2 separate regions of the Mus musculus genome follow, and region 2 is linked to region 1. A link is a contact called in public Hi-C data. All regions are on one chromosome and are shown on one strand. The core of a region is the stretch at or near the end of the contact, and the rest is flanking DNA. Distances in the headings are between cores, read along the strand shown.

Region 1 (2,700 bases), core at 102-2,601:
TTCTGGTCCTCACTAAAACACTTCATTTCCCTGACTTTCCATTTTCTCACCCAAGCAGAGCTGACAACACCTGCCCGGCAGCATGAGATGAAATAATGGGGGAAATGTTATGCAGACGGTCCTAGACTTGACTTTTGCATAATCAGTCAGAAAGCATTTGACAAAAATGCGGAGTCTGCACCTTTTGCATTTTATTTCCACAAGGCAAAAAAAACGTCAACATAACAGAAGGTCCAACCCCTTATCTTCCTCTTACCATCCCACGTGGCTGCCTCCTATGCTGTCTAAATATAGTAGAGCGTGCAGAGAGACAACCGACTACCACTTTTAATGGGCTGCCTTTGGGACTCCCTGTGACCTTGGGATCCACTTTTCCATTTTGCCAATCTCCCGTCCTGGCCTGCGCTGCATCTACCCAAACACACCTTTCCTTCTGCAGCATGGCAGGCAGATAACCACACCACCGTGGCGGTCACAAAGCAGACTGTAAAAGTGATAATGCAGTGTTGTTGGTGCTGGAACGTTCAGTTTATTTCCCACCACTAAGAGGAAAGTACTGTGGATTCTTGGCGCCCACTGTGCAGAAAGGAGGAGTCCAAAGCCTCAGGCAGGTACAACTCTGCAACTTGCTTGCCTTTGGGTTCCATACAAAACTGGCAGAGGGAAGCCCCAAGCTGCAGGTTGCAAGTGAGACGGGTCAGGCTCAAAGCTCACACCCTCCCAACACAAGAGGACGCACCAAAAGCTCCCATTTCCCACCCCGCATGCCCTCCTCCCCTCGGCCCGCAGCAACGTCCCACCTGTCTTGAAGGCCATGTTGTCATCGTCCTTGGCCTTGAAGGTGTCCAGCATGGACACGAAGAGCACCCCGTAGGCGTTCTGGATGCCAAACACCGACCCGTTGCACCACATGGCCGCCAGCATCACCAACCAGCCCCAGCCGCCCTCGGGGGGAACGGGGGGCTCACTGCCCGCTGACCTCGTCAGCTCCACCTCCACTTTCTCTGCGGCCACGTCGGAGACATCCGAGGGTCCCGGGCCGGGCAGCGGAGCGTCATCCGAGGGCGCGGGCCCGGGCGGCTGCGCCTCGTTCGTCTCCCGCTCGGCGGCGGGCTCCTCCTGGGACGGCACCATGTCCCGAGGCGGCCCCGTCGGGCACCGAGAAAGCTTGCGGGCGCAAGGTCCCGGGGTGGCTCGCGGAGCCTGGGACAGCCGCGCGGACGGAGGAGGGAGGCCGAGGCGAGGACACTGGAGCCGCGGGCAGGCGGGCGGGCGGGCGGGCGAGAGGCGCACACCGCAGACACCGCCTAAGGCGGCCAGAGGACTTGACACACCGGCTGCCCCTCGCGCCTGATTACGCCGGCCTCCAGCCGCCTCTTAAAAGCGCCCCTCCGCCCTCCCGCACCGCCTAGGGGCGTGGCCACCAGAGGGCCTTACACCCTGAGCCCACAGGTGATTGGGCATCCGCAAGCGGAGGCTCCGCCCCGTGAGGGGTGTCCAATGACCGCCCGCGCGCGCGCGCTTGAAGGCGTGCCGCCAAATTAGCTACCTCCAGGAGTAATGTCACCTCCTCTCAGCATTAACCTTAGAAGTTCTTGGGGAGCGTCTCCTACGTGTGGCCTGCGAAGGTGATCAATCGATCAGGTAATGCTTACCCTCACTGGAATAGAGAGTCACAAATGACAGTTTAAATTTCATATTTGTTGTCCCTTTTGTGCTAGTTATAATATAAAAGATTCCTTATGCCACGTACCTACTTAAAAGGCAATTCAGGAATCAGAGACCTTGTTTAATTACTCCAATTCCGCGAACATACAGTTTGTTTTGAATACTTGGCACAATGAAGATGCTCATTTTGGAAGACAGACTGTGATTCTAAATTTTTCAACTAACAAACATTTTTGACGGGCAGCTAGAAAGCAATACTTTTAAACTTCACAAGTTGTCCTCACACTAAATAAAGAACCAACACTTATATTCAATTCCTCTGCCCCCTGAAGCATCTTATTCTGATGTATCTTCTTAATTTCTCAGATATTTAGATTACTCACTCCAAACAAAATCAAAATATGCTAGTTACTTAAGCACCAGTGTGGTGGGTTATACAATAACTGTGATTATCACATTCTTGCTTCTCTCTGTCCTAAACTAGTAAGTAAAAACAGTCCAGAAATAGAAAGTGGGGTGCAATAGGGTTAAACACTGGGACATCAGCTAGGAGGTAGGAGCACAAGCCTTGTATCCCAGTACTCCGGAAGCAGAGGCAGGCAGATCTCTGAGTTCTGGGCCAGTCTGGTCTACAGAGTGAGTTCCTGGACAGTCAAAGCTACACAGAGAAACCCTGTCTTGAAACCAACTACCCCCATACCCCCACCCCACCCCCCAAAAAAGGATAGTATGTAAGAAAGTAAGTTTGAGCTGAGCTATGATTAGCCACATGGTTCTGTGGACAAGGACAAGCAAAGAGCCTTCCAGCCAAAGAAACAGAGAAGAAACCAAAGACAGGGGAGGGTCCAGAGGAGTGTTCTGGGAATACAGGGCAATGTGGGTGCTTTAGAGATTAAGTTAAAATAGCACAATAGCTTGGATATATATTACCCCTCAAATTCTTTTGGTGTCTTAGTCACTGTCTATTGCTGTGAAGAGACACTGTGACCAAGGTAACTCTTTTTTTACAAAAAGCATTTAATTGGGGGCTTT
Region 2 (2,700 bases), core at 50-2,549, 36 kb after region 1:
GTTTCTCTGTATAGCCCTGGCTGTCCTAGAACTCACTTTGTAGGCCAGGCTGGCCTCCAACTCAGAAATCCTCCCGAGTGCTGGGATTAAAGGTGTGTGCCACCACGCCCGGCAGCAGGGAGCTTTAAAGAGCATTTCTTTTTTTAAGGAGAATTAGGAAGCTGCAGATTTATACTCTGGGTGTGGTAGACATAGACCTATAATTCCAGAGGCAGGTGGATCTCTATGAATTTGAGACTAGCCTATATGGCAAGTTCCAGGCAAGCCAGGGGCTACAGGATGAGACCCTATCTCAAAACAGAAGAGGAGGAGAGAAAGAAGGAAAGAAAGAAAGGGAAGGGAAGGGGAAAGGGAAGAAAGAAAGGATGGTATTTTAAATATACTTGGCCCAGGGAGTGGCACTGTTAGGAGGTATGGCCTTATTGAACTAGGTGTGGCCTTGTTGGAGGAAGTATGACTCTGAGACCCTCCTAGCTGCCTGAAAACAGTCTGCTCCTAGCTTCCTTTGGATGAAGACGTAGAACCCTCAGCTACTCCAGCACCATGCCTGCCTGGATGCTGCCTTGCTCCCTACCTTGATGATAATGGATGAACAGAACTTGTAAGCCAGCCCCAATTAAATGTTGTCCTTTATAAGAGTTCTTAGTCATGGTGTCTGCTCACAGCAATGGAAACCCTAATTAAGGCAGAAAGAAAAAAAGAAAAAAAGAAAGAAAGGAAGGAAGGAAGGAAGGAAGGAAGGAAGAAAGAAAGAAAGAAAGAAAGAAAGAAAGAAAGAAAGAAAGAAAGAAAGAGAAAGAAAGAAAAAGAGAAGAAAAAGGCCAGTGTGATTGAGCAGTAGAAGGAGAAGGAGACAGACAGGCTGGGAACAGATTATGGAAAGTCTTTCCTACCACACAAGAAGTGTGGCCACTATGTGAATGCAATCTCACTGGGAGTGGAGAGATGGCTCCTGCTCTTCTGCAGCTAGCTGTTCGATCAAACTTTGTATGTTGATAGATAGGATAAAAGCTGGGACGCTGAAGGGTGAGGGGAAGTTGGCAGAAGGCTGGAGGAGAGAGCTGGCAGAGCAGACAGAGGGAGAGAGGGCCGGAGGGTGGGGAAGGAGTCAGGGTGGACAGCACAATCCCGGGTGGGACTGCTAGGTGGGTGGTAGCACTATTAACAGAGACAGGGAGTCCAAAGCGAGCAGAGCAGTGGGTTTGGCAGGGAAACCTCACGTTCACTTCAGACTGTTTGATGTCCCTGGGTGCTTGCCAGCAGATACCAGCAAGGCAGTTTCTGTTTGTTTACTCAGTGCTTGGGGATAGGATCCAGGGCTCACCCACACTCAGCAAGGCTCCTGCCTCCTAGCTATACCCACTGACAGAGACTACAGAGAGGGAGGTAGAGGCCAACTAAGGACATTTGGCACAGGTAGGGACACACCTGCAGGTGAAAAAACAAAACAGTTACCAAAAGATGTGTGTGTGTGTGTGTGTGTGTGTGTGTGTGTGTGTGATTGTGAGTTGCCAACCTAAAAGAACTGAGAAGAATGGGTGAGTCAAAAATTGGACATAGGTGAGATGGAAAAAATCTTTAAGGAGCCATAGCTACCCAAGAACAACCAATTCTCCCGTGAATTACAAACACTGTGGTGAAGGTGAACCAGTGCGGCACAAATTCTTTTCTAGTACAGAGACCTTGGCTTCTGGTAGCCTTCTTCTAGACAGTTTGCTTGCCGTGATCCAGTAAAGAAGGTAATATATTGCTTTAAGAGTTTGTTTTCTAAGCCGGGCATGTGTCTTTAATCCCCACACTCAGGAGGCAGAAGCAGAAGCTGGTGGATCTCTGTGAGTTCGAGGCCAGCGTGGTCTGCAGAGAGTTCCGGGACTGCCAGAACTATGTGGAGCAAACCCTGTCTCGAAAAATAAACAAGCAAGCAAACAAACAAACAAGCAAACAAAGAGTTCATTTTCTGGGGACTAGGGAAATGGCTCAGCAATAAGAGCACTGGCATTCGCATTGGCGGCTCAAAAAACATCTTCATTTAAGTCCAATTCCAAGAGAGTCTGTCGCCCTCTTTCTGGCCACTATGAGCACTGCACACATATGATGAACAGACATCTGAGTGTATAAAACTTAAACACACAAAAATATTTTAAAAACAAAGCAAAGTTCATTTTTGTAAGTGGGTGGTGGTGGTACATACCTTTAATCTCAGCTCTTGGGAGGTAAAGGCAGACAGATCTCTGTGAGTGAGTTTGTGTCCAACTTACTCACACTGTCCTTGAACTCATAGCCAAAGGCACCCTTCAAACTTGTAATTTCAGTTTCCCTTAAGTAGCTGGGATTACACACCTGCACTACCAGGCCCAGCTCATAGTTGTTTTCGAAAACATAACTTATTAGAGCAGGATACAACATAGTAGAAAATAAATAATAAATAAAAATGAAAAAATATAATGAAAAGTGTGAGTGGACACACCCCTGTGGCTGCAAACACCCTGGAGGCTGAAATGGAGCTGTTTGAGCCCAGGAGTTCAAGATCAGTCACACAACATAGCAAGACTCTGTTTCAAAAAAAGAAAGAAAGAAAAGAAAAAGAAAACCTGTATCCTCGTCCCTGGCCCTAACTCTCAATCATATCACTTGGTTTTCAAGTCTGCTGGCATTGTGTGTTCTAACAGAGATTGTCAGTGTACCTATAAGTACTCATTT

What was found. Hi-C and Micro-C count contacts between places; a contact is called where the count stands out from the background.
Region 2: a Hi-C map of liver shows a contact between it and region 1, with 2.6 times the contacts expected there. The contact joins the enhancer-like site here to the promoter of Slc16a10 in region 1. A contact is called at or near these places in 4 of 39 promoter capture datasets (embryonic stem cells, fetal liver, macrophages and 1 more), 3 of 15 datasets of contacts at CTCF or cohesin (CD8 T cells, the G1E-ER4 cell line and the NIH/3T3 cell line), 38 of 484 Hi-C or Micro-C datasets (CD4 T cells, CD4 single positive thymocytes, CD8 T cells and 22 more), 12 of 115 datasets of contacts at active chromatin or transcription factors (the 230-238 cell line, CD8 T cells, the HPC-7 cell line and 9 more) and 3 of 9 other capture datasets (adipose tissue, liver and pancreatic islet).

What each region holds. Positions count from the first base shown.
Region 1 is chr10:40,140,903-40,143,602 of GRCm38.p6, forward strand. Slc16a10 (solute carrier family 16 (monocarboxylic acid transporters), member 10) reads right to left here and starts at 1,352. Exons shown (of 6, transcript NM_001114332.1): 1 at 801-1,352. The coding sequence starts at 1,134.
Region 2 is chr10:40,176,537-40,179,236 of GRCm38.p6, forward strand. No RefSeq gene overlaps it. Among named protein-coding and RNA genes, the nearest start is that of Gm31992, 14 kb to the left of the region's middle. Within about 2 kb of position 1,300, at least 38 of the 459 cell types and tissues checked have an H3K27ac peak or open chromatin away from gene starts, as enhancers often do. A contact at or near this core is called in the G1E-ER4 cell line, the SCID.adh cell line, intestinal crypt epithelium and 4 more, where this site is marked.